2 separate regions of the Pan troglodytes genome follow, and region 1 is linked to region 2. The links are chromatin contacts, called in public Hi-C maps. All regions are on one chromosome and are shown on one strand. Each heading gives the region's core, a stretch centred on a gene start, on an enhancer-like site or on the middle of the called end of the contact. The rest is flanking DNA. Distances are from core to core; before and after follow the strand shown.

The links. Hi-C and Micro-C count contacts between places; a contact is called where the count stands out from the background.
Region 1: a Hi-C map of stem cell-derived neural progenitor cells shows a contact between it and region 2, with 3 times the contacts expected there. The contact joins the enhancer-like site here to the promoter of ARHGAP35 in region 2. A contact is called at or near these places in 1 of 7 Hi-C or Micro-C datasets (stem cell-derived neural progenitor cells) and 1 of 1 datasets of contacts at active chromatin or transcription factors (stem cell-derived excitatory neurons).

What each region holds. Positions count from the first base shown.
Region 1 is chr20:50,165,647-50,170,587 of NHGRI_mPanTro3-v2.0_pri, forward strand. LOC134809051 (a long non-coding RNA gene) reads right to left here. Exons shown (of 2, transcript XR_010153590.1): 2 at 444-2,012. Among named protein-coding and RNA genes, the nearest start is that of BBC3, 7.3 kb to the left of the region's middle. Within about 2 kb of position 2,320, at least 16 of the 24 cell types and tissues checked have an H3K27ac peak or open chromatin away from gene starts, as enhancers often do. A contact at or near this core is called in stem cell-derived excitatory neurons and stem cell-derived neural progenitor cells, where this site is marked.
Region 2 is chr20:49,789,332-49,794,364 of NHGRI_mPanTro3-v2.0_pri, forward strand. It overlaps ARHGAP35 (Rho GTPase activating protein 35), which reads left to right and starts at 2,535. Exons shown (of 7, transcript XM_016936303.4): 1 at 2,535-2,724.

The sequences.
Region 1 (4,941 bases), core at 1,070-3,569, 380 kb after region 2:
TCCTCATCTGTGAGTTGAGACAGCACAGGTCCCTACCTCATAGGATGTGCAGTCAGAATGTGAATAAAGATAAAACAGTGGGCTAGGCACACAGTGGCTCATGCCTGTAATCCCAGCATTCTGAGAAACTGAGGCAGGAGGACTGCTTGAGCCCAGGAGTTCCAGACCAACCTAGGCAACATAGTGAGACCCCTGTCTCTACAAAAAATTTAAAAAATAATCAGGCGTGGTGGTGTGCACCTGTGGACCCAGTTACTTGGGAGGCTGAGGAAGGAGGATGGCTGGAGCCCAGGAGGACAAGACCACAGACAGCTGTGATCCCATCACTGCACTCCAGCCTGGGCGACAGAGCGAGACTCTGTCTCAAAAAAATAAATAAATAAAATAAAAAGACCCTGTTTTATAAATAAATAAACAAACAAAAAAATTAAACAAGAAAAGTACTGGGGATGATGGATGTTTAATATATGTTACTTGTCATTACTATTACCAGTGTGGGAGTCCGTTGACTCTCTGAGAATCCAAGCAAGGAAACCTCTAGCTAAGGACCCCTCCGTCTCTTTTATGAGAACAGGGTCTCACTCTGTCACCCACGCTTGAATGCAGCGGTGTGATCTTGGCTCACTGCAACCTCCGCTTCCCAGGCTCTGGTGATCCTCCTGCCTCAGCCTCCTGAGTAGCTGGGACTACAGGCCTGTGCCACCACGCCCAGCTAATTTTTGTATTTTTAGTAAAAATGAGGTTTCACCATTTTGCCCAGGCTGGTCTTAAACTCCTGGGCTCAAGTGATCCTCCCACCTCAGCCTCCCAAAGTACTGGGATTACAGGCATGAACCACTGGACCCGGCCTGGACCCCTATTTTTTTTTTTTTTTTTTTTTTGACACGCAGTCTCACTCTGTCACCCAGGCTGGAGTGCAGAGTGGCATGATCTCGGCTTACTGCGACCTATGCCTCCCAATTCTCCTGCCTCAGCCTCCTTCCAGTTCAAGCAATTCTCCTGCCTCAGCCTCCTCCCGGTTCAAGCGATTCTCCTGCCTCAGCCTCCCGAGTAGCTGGGACTACAGGCATGTGCCACCATGCCTGGCTAATTTTTTTTTTTTTTTTTTTTACTTTTTTTTTTTTTTTTTGAGATGGTGTCTTGCTTGCCCTGTCACCCATGCTTGAGTGCAGTGGTGCGATCTTGGCTCACTGCAACCTATGCCTCTCAGGTTCAAGCGATTCTCCTCCCTCAGCCTCCTGAGTAGCTAGGACTACAGGTGTGCACCACCACGCCCGGCTAATTTTTGTATTTTTAATAGAGACAGGGTTTCGCCATGTTGGCCAGGCTGGTCTCGAACTCCTGACCCCAGGTGATCCACCGGCCTAGGCCTCCCAAAGTTCTGGGATTACAGGCCGTGAGCCACTGAGCCCGGCCCAGGACCCCTATTTTTATGGGGCCAAGATGCCTGCATTCTCTTCTGGGAAGGATCATCAGCCCTGTGTTCAAAAGCCATGATGCCTGAATCCAGTTTGGGGAGAGACAGCAAGTCCCTGTGTTCATGGGGTCAGGATGCCCAGGTCTACTTCTGGGAGGAGGACAGTTCGTGTCTATTTGCACAGATGATCATGTTGAGGCTGGGGTCTCAAACTGGTGGTCCGCAGGCCGTCCACGAGTGTGTTTTCTTGACTCTGTGCAGTTTCGTATTTTGAGTGTTAATGCCTCTCCCACGGGCTCACAGCACAGAGGAACGATAACTCCGACATGGGTTCAAATGATGACCTTGAGCAAGCAGCTTCTCCGCTCTGTGCCTCAGTTTCCCTCACTGTCCAAAAGGGATCTGCACAGGCAGGACCAAAAATATTGTGAAGATAAAATGAGTTCGTATTTGTAACATACTTAGAATAGTGCCCGGAGGTAGTAAGCCGGATGTGAAGTGCTGGTGAGACAAAATAGAGCTGGTTGACTGCAGACCTAAAACCGTCTCGTCTCCAAGATCTTGTCTGCCATTCTGGGCAAGCAGATTTCGCAGCCTGGGGAGAGGGAGTTGGGAAGGACTTAACTTTTCACCGCAGGGCCTGAGTCCTGGCTTTCCGCGGTGGGGAAGGGGTCTCCCGGGTCCCCTTGGTGTGGCCGGCCCTGCAGGCCGGGAGGCTGGACCGGGGCCGGGTGGGGGCTGGGCGGGGGCGCGGGCGTCCGCAGGGTCCGAGCGGCCGGCGCGCGTGTGAAGGTTACCGCTTCCCGGCGGGGCGGGGGCCGCGCGCTGTTGCTGGGGTCTGCGGGGCCTGCCTGCGCCCGCGCCCCCCCTCCTTCCCGGCCAGCCAGTGAGCGGTACCCGCCGCCGTTGCCAGGGGAAACTCGCCGCCCCGTTACCCAGCAACAAGCCTGGCCCAACCAGGCGCGAGGACCCCCCAGGCCCCGCCCGCCGCTGCCCACCGCGTGCCCAATGCCAGGCGGGCAGAGCCGGCCCAGCTCCCGGAGACGGCGAGCGCGCTCATTGGCCACCGCCGCGTCCGCCCGGATCTGGGGGAGCCCTCGGCGCGGGGGGCGGGGAACCGGGCCCCGGGGAGCTGCCGGGCGCGCGGCCTGCAAACCTGCGACCGGCTGGGGTGATACCCGGGCTGTGCACCATCCACCTCCCTGCTCCCCTGTCCCGCACTCTCGGGTGAGGATGCGCAGTTGGGATGGGCTGGAAACGGGGTTGTGCATTCTGTTCCTACCCCCAGAATGGCACCCTGGAGTTGGCCTTGTGCCACCAAGGGTCCCCCTCCCACAAGGAGACCTGAGCATCCTGACTCCGTGAAGACAGGGACTGGTTGTTTCCCGCTCTCCCGCTCCCCGCCCCGCAGGTATCGTGGCTCTTGAACATAACGGTTGAAGTTCCCTCCCAGAAAAGAACCCAGGCGTCCTGGCCTTATAAAAATAGGGTGTCACTGCACCCCCAAAGGACCCAGGCATGCCTGGAGCCGTGAAAACAAGGAGATGAGCCCCCTCCTCTTAGGAGATGCAGATGTCCCAGCCCCGGGACACAAGAACTCAGGGTCCCCCCAGAAGGGGACACAGTCATGTCTGATCCCAGGAAAACTAGGGCTGAACATCCCACTCCCACAAGAAACACGGACTCAGGCCTTTGGGCTCCCGACCCTGAGATGTTACAGAGCTCCTGGGCATCTTGGCCCTCACCACATTGATGCTGGGAGACACTCCTGTCCCTAACAGTCACCAGACCCTCAGGTGTCCAGTTTACCTAGGTGGGACCACCTGCCCAGCTCCAAGGTGCAGACCTGCCCACTTCCCACCCCTCTGAGCCCTTTTCCCCAGGGTCCAGGTGGTTGATCTCCCAGGACGTGGGCATCTGACTTCAGAGCCGCTTTCCTTACCTGTTGGCACCGACCCCCCACCTTGCGCCAGGGTCCCAGGCCTCATAGTGCCAAGGACCCCAGAAGTCCAAGCCCCGTGTCTCTGATTCCCCAGACACCTGGCCAAGCGACCCAGCCCCTCACAGTGATGTGGCCGGGGAGGAGGGAGTAGTGGAGAGGTTGGGGGGCCCTCCCCAGTCCCAGACCCCCAGGTCTGGAAGATCCAGCCCTGCAGCACCTTTACTTGGCCCCGTGGATCCAGACTGGGAGCCCCCAGCCTCGAGAGACCGTAACGTGCATGGCTGGGCCACTTCAGAGAGGCCCAATTCCTCAGTCCCCTCCCTCCCCGGGAGACCCAAGGCAGAGCCGCCTGCAGCTCCAGACCCCAGCTCCAGACTTGGTGAGCCCAGGTGCGGCCCGCCCCTACCCTGGTACCTGGCGGGGCGGAGTTGAGGATTACTCAGCCTCCAGAATGAGGCGATGACATCATCCTGGGGGGGGTTGACTAATGGCCGCGCTGGGGGGGGGCGGGGAAGTTTACCCGGTAACAGCGGCTGCCGCACGGCCCCGCCCCCGGGGAAGGGCTGGGAGGGGGAGGCACAGCCTGCGCTGGCGCACACACAAACACACACACACACACACACACACACAGCGCATCCCTCCCCCACCGTCCCACATCTAACACAGCTTCCTGGGGCAAGGGCAGGGGTGCGGGGGTTGGGTGTTTGTGTGACTATGTGTGTGTGTGCTGGACTCCTCTGTGGATTTGTGTCAGTGTGCTGTTGTGTCAGGGGGTTCACACATTACGGTGGGGTTGTGTCAGTGTGTGCTACTGTGTGTCACTTGATGGATTGTGTGTCAGTGTGATGGTGTGTGTCAGCATGCTACATTTGTCACAATGCTACATGTCATGGGCTGCTGTGACAATGTGATTGTGTGTCAGTGTACAATTGTGTGATGTTCTGGTGTGCTGTGTGTGATCATGATGGTGTGATGTGTGTGGTTCTGTGCAGCATGCTGGTCTGGCAGTGAGATGTGTGTGCCCATGTGATTGTGTCGTGACGCTGGGATCGTATATGTGTCAGAGTGATGTTGTGTTGGGGGAAGATCTGTGAAGGTGCTATGTCACTGTACTGTTCTGTTGTCATGGTTGGATGTGTTTGTGTAATGCTGGGTGTCACTGGGGTTGTGTGTGTATGTCATGGTGATGGTGTGTACGTGTATACAATGCTGTGTGTATATGGGATTGTGTGTGTCACTGAGTGTGTCAGTGGTACTTGTGTTGTGGGTGTTGGGACTGTATGTATCACTGTGATAGTGTATGCCCATGTGCTGTGCTGGGTGTCGGGGGAAGATGTGCATACATACTACTGTTATTGTGTGTGCCTGGACAATGAGGTGCACGGTGGGATTGTGTGTGTGTGTGTGACATTATGACTGTGTCTGAAATGCATGTCTGTGGGACTGTGTATCACCGACAGTATGTGCATGTGCAATGCTGTGTGTTACTGTGGTTGTGTGTCATTGTGGTTGTGTTTGTCAGGGTGATGTTGTGTGTCCATGGAACTGTGTGTCTAATAGATTACGTGTATGCAATATTGTC
Region 2 (5,033 bases), core at 1,285-3,784:
CAGGACTTCGGGACCAGCCTGGCCCGAACAGGTAAAACCCTGTCCCTACTAAAAATACAAAAATTAGCCAGATGTGGCGCCTGTAGTCCCAGCTACTCAGGAGGCTGAGGCAGAAGAATCACTTGAACCCGGGAGGTGGAGGTTGCAGTGAGCCGAGATCGCACCACTGCACTCCAGCCTGGGTGACAGAACAAGACTCTGTCTTGAGAAAACAACAAAAACAAAAATTAGCGGGGCGTGGTGGCGCACGCTGGTAATCCCAGACTCTGCCTCAAAATAAAAAATAAAAATAAAAAAAGACTGTTGCTTGGCACGAAGTACTCATTTTTATTATTAAAGAACAAGGGATCAGGCCAAATCTGGGAGACTACCCTGAGAAGGTGACTTCAAGCTGAGAGTTGAAGGGTAAATCAGAGCTGATGGGCTCCCAAGGGGTTTGGGGGATCCAGAGTGAGCCCAAGCGTCCTTGTTCTCCAGATGCTGCCAGCTCACAAATTTAAGATTGAAAAGACTTGGAACACTGCATAGGCGTTGTAAAGACATTAATTTGAAATACAGGTATCAGGAATTCACTGCCCCCCACCTTGTCTTTCCTGTGTCTCCTCAAGTAATCTCAAAAGTCCCTTACACATCACGGTTTGTAATGACAGTCCACGCACTCGATTTGGCAGCCCCGCAGTGCTTAAAGAAAAGTTGTTGTTGTTTCAAGCCACTAACATCTAAAAATCAGACTGAATGCATTAAAAGTGCCTTTTTTTTTTTTTTTTGAGACGGAGTCTCCCTCTGCTGCCCAGGCTGGAGTCCAGTGCTATCTCGGCTCACTGCAACCTCCGCTTCCCGAGTTCAAGCGATTCTCCTGCCTCAGCCTCCTGAGTAGCTGGGATTACAGGCGCCCGTCACGACGCCCACCTCATTTTTGTATTTTTAGTAGAGACGGGGTTTCATGTTGGCCAGGCTGGTCTCGAACTCCTGACCGCAAGTGATCCGCCCGCCTCGACCTCCCAAAGTGCTGGGATTACAGGCATGAGCCACCGCGCCTGGCCCTAAAAGTGCTACATTAAAAAAAAAAAAAAGTCAATGGAAACATCCTTTAATATAAAAATCTTTATTAATGGAATAAACAAGCCCCTGTAATTTTATTTATCAACGCTTACAGAGGGCTTACTATATGCAAGGCATGATTTCAAGAGCTTTGCAAAATATAATCTATTTAATTTTCACAGCAGCCCTACGAGAGAGGTACGATTATTATCCCATTTTATAGATGAAGAGACTGATGGCAGAAATGCCAAATGTAATAGGAAACAGCCTTTCTTCATGCATTCCACAAATATTGGCTCGGCGCCCGGGAAGTTCATCTTCCACGATCTGTACTTCCGGAGGAGTCCCAGAGGAACACCTCCTCAGTTCAGAGGAGTCAAGGGTTACAGCGGTGCCCTCTCCCATCACTACTCTTTTCCCTTCAGGCGCCCTAATTGACATTCGATTTGTAGCCATTTGCACAATGCTAAGTGACAGGCTTGGGCTGCACACAGGACCAGGCCGTCTTCCCTCTCCTGGGGATCAGGCGTTCACAGAACCAAAAACAAGTTGCATGGACGCGCGCGTTGGCTGCAGATTTTCTTCACAGCCAGGAGAAAGAGCACGCGCTCTCCAGCCCCGCCTCTTCTTCCGGGACGACGAATTGCGGGGCTCGGATTGGGCTGAGGCGGGCCACGCCTCCTCATATCCTCCAATCAACTCCCTCTCTGGTGCGCTCCCTCCTTCTCAGCCCCGCCCCACCGCCCCACGTTACGTCGCTCCTTCTGGCCTCCTCCGTTATCCCGGCGGCTGCGGCTCGCGCGGCAAACCCACCTCCCATTGCTTCCCATTGGCTGGTCAGGTCCCGCGCGAGCGGGATCGCGCCCTTCGCCCCCCACCCCCAAAACCGGGCCATGCCTCTCTCCTTCGGCTTTCTCCAGGAGCCAGCGCGAGGCAGCAGATCGGCTGCTTGAGACGCGCGCGCAGACGCGCGCTGCTCCTGCGGACCACTCCCTCCGCTCTGCGCCAGCAGCTGCGCCGGCTGGCAGCCCCCCGCGCACGCGCGCTCGCCCATCCCGCTCCCTCTGCTCGTTTGCAAGTCGCCTCGCTCTCAGTCGCGACGGCGGCCGCCGCAATAGCGGCATTTTCGGGGGCGCACGCGCACTGCACCGTCCGCGGCCGTTCCTAACCTCAGGCAGCGGCTGTGGCAGTAAGCCCCTCGGGTGCGCACGCGCTCTGACCTCTCCCCACTGCCTCGCTGGTTGTTCCTTCGCGGCGCGCGCCCAGGGGCCGTTATACCCCTGCAACGGTCCACGCGCCGCGCACGCGCAGTAGCGAGGGGGCGCGCGCGCGGGAGCGGCCGTCGCAGGAAGGAGGTGCCGCCGCTGCCGCCATTGCGAGGGAGGGAGGGAGGGAGGGAGTGAGCGAGGCTGGTCCGCCCTCCCCCTGGTTCCCGCCCCTCCCCCCTTCCCCTCCCCGCCCCCCGCCCCGAGGGAGAGCCGCGGCGCGGCGGCAGGAGGAGGTGGAGGAGGCGGAGGAGGGAACCCGCGAGGGAGGGTCCGCCCGGCCCCCCGCCGCCGGAGCCGCCGCCGCCGCCGCCGCCTCAGCCGCCGCTGGACTAGGAGCAGGGGAACATGGCGCCGGGGCCCCCGTCGTTGCTGCCGGGATCTTGGAGGCCGGGGCCGCGCTGAGGGCGCCCAGCTGGTGAGTGCGCGAGCTCACGGGCCCCGGGCGGCGAGGCCGGGCGCCGCCCCGCTGCGGGGTCCAGGGGGAGGCGGGGACGGCGGAGCCCGGAGCCCGCGAACAATGGAGGAGCTGGAGGGGGAGGGGAGGAGCGGCCCCCCCCCCCCAGCCCCCCGGGCCCCGCCGTCCCCGTCGCTTCGCGCGTCGGCCCGGCCCGTGGGGCCCTCCTGCCCTTTGGACCTGCCCCTGCCCGCCCCAGCCCTGCTGTCCCCGCCGCCGCCCCCATCCCCGACCCGTTGGGATCTCGGTGTCTGCCTCGGAGCCTACCCGACTTCAGCCAACCGGTTCCCAATTCTGCGCCCCCCTTCCCCCTTCCACCCCTCCATAATGCCCTTCACTCCTCCCGGGCTCTGCAGTGCTCCTGGGACCCATCTTCTCCTCATTGACCATTCTGCATCTCTTAATTGTGGCTCCCACTTTTGAGATCCGTGACGCTTCTCCCTCTTCTCGATTCTGCTCTCACCACCCTTCAGATCTGTCCTCGGCCCCTTCTTTGACCTACCTTCTGTGCTATTATTCCTGTCTCAGAATCTGTTGCACCCTGGGAGCTGTCCCTTTAGGACCTGCGGTTCCAACCCTTTGGAGATCCATCTGAGACCCCTGTTCGGCCAGGCACTGCTGCCCCAGGTCTTCCCCTTGGACTGAATCCCGTTCCCTCGTGGGCCCTGCTACCCGCATTTCTGTCTGCCCTCTCACAGAGCCTGCTGCACCCCGGGATGCCCCTCGGCTGGCTCTCTGACCCTTCCGTGCCCCAGCTCATTCCCCTGATCCCCTCGGACTTGGCTGCACCGTGCTTGCCTGTTCCCCTTCTCAGCTGTTGTTCCCGTTTACCATTCAGACCCTTTCCTGTCTTCCAGACCTTTCTGCCTCTCAGCTCTGCCCCTTGCCCGACCTCAGATCTTGCTGCGCTCCCCTCACCTGCTTGCTTCTGACTCTGCCTTCCCGGGAAGCAGCCTCCTCCCCCTTCTCTGACTCTGCAGGTCTCCCATTTCTGCTATTCACTTAAATGATGTATCCCTAACTCAGACTGCCTTCAGTTTCAGCCCGTGTTCTCTTGGAGGTTTCCTCTCTTCCCCACCTCCTTTTTGGCACTCCTCTGAGCTACTGCATTCATTTGCTTCTCCTTTCTTTGGCCTGTCTCTCCTTCAGTTCTCTGCCTGAAAACTGCTTCCTGTCCCCTCTTTGCTCCAATTCCTCTCCTCCCCGTTTTAGCCCTTAGACATGCCCTTTAACCTCACTATACCTCTGATACCTCCCGGGCTGGTCACCCATCCCCTTCCTGTTCTGCATCTCACAGACCTGCCCCTAGATCCATTTTGTACCTACACTTTCTTCTCGTTTTTTTCAATTCTGCTCCATCCTCTTTATTTAGTGTTTCCCTCCCCAGCTCGGCTCCTTCGGAGCTGTCCACTTGCCCGCATATTTTTAGACCGGTTTTTAACTTCTGTATTGCCGTCCTTTCTTGGAGCGGTCCTTTAACACTGGGGTTCTTGTCACTGTGTCCCCTCTCTGTTCCCTCCCGAGTCTTTTAAGTTTTCCACATGGCAGTCTCTTCCCCCCACCATTTTGATTCAGCCCTCACCCTTCACTCTGCTTTATTTGCCCACCCTCCACTGTTCTGCCTCTTGTCTTCTTTTGGAGTTCTCACTCCAATTGTGACATTAAGATGTCTTCTTAATCATTCTTTCCTATGTATTCCCCCCCACCTTCCTCTTGGAGCTGCCTCAGTGCTGTGATAGATTATCACTCCCCTTTGATATCCCTCTCCCAATTCTGTTCCTCTTGGACTTGTTTCCTTCCTCACCTTTTTTTTTTCTTTCTTTCCCCTTGTATCCTGCCAGGCTCCTTCTCTTCCCATTGAGTTCCTATCAGACCTGCTCCTCGCAGCTCACCACCCGTGGCCCACCCATTCCCCATTGAGCACTTCCCCTTTCAGGCATATCTTTCTCTGTTCTCCATCCCTCTGCTGCAGAGGCAAAGGGGCTGGATTGGGCCTTAGGCTCTCCAGGCTCTGAGACTGCAGATTCTCTGCGCCCTAAACCTGAGGGTTCTCTCCCCAGGGATCCTGAGAGATCTGGGTAAATAGGTGGGGGTTGGTTGATTGTTACTACTCTCTGGAGTCTGGGAGTGTCTCCTCCATTTCCCCCACTTCCACTAGGTTAGTAGTGTGGGGGGAGGTAGATCTTTTTCCATTGCCCCATTTTCTTTCCTCTGCTGTTTGCTCTCTCCCTTCCGATCTCTGGGCTTTGCAGCTTTGTGTCCTTTGGAAA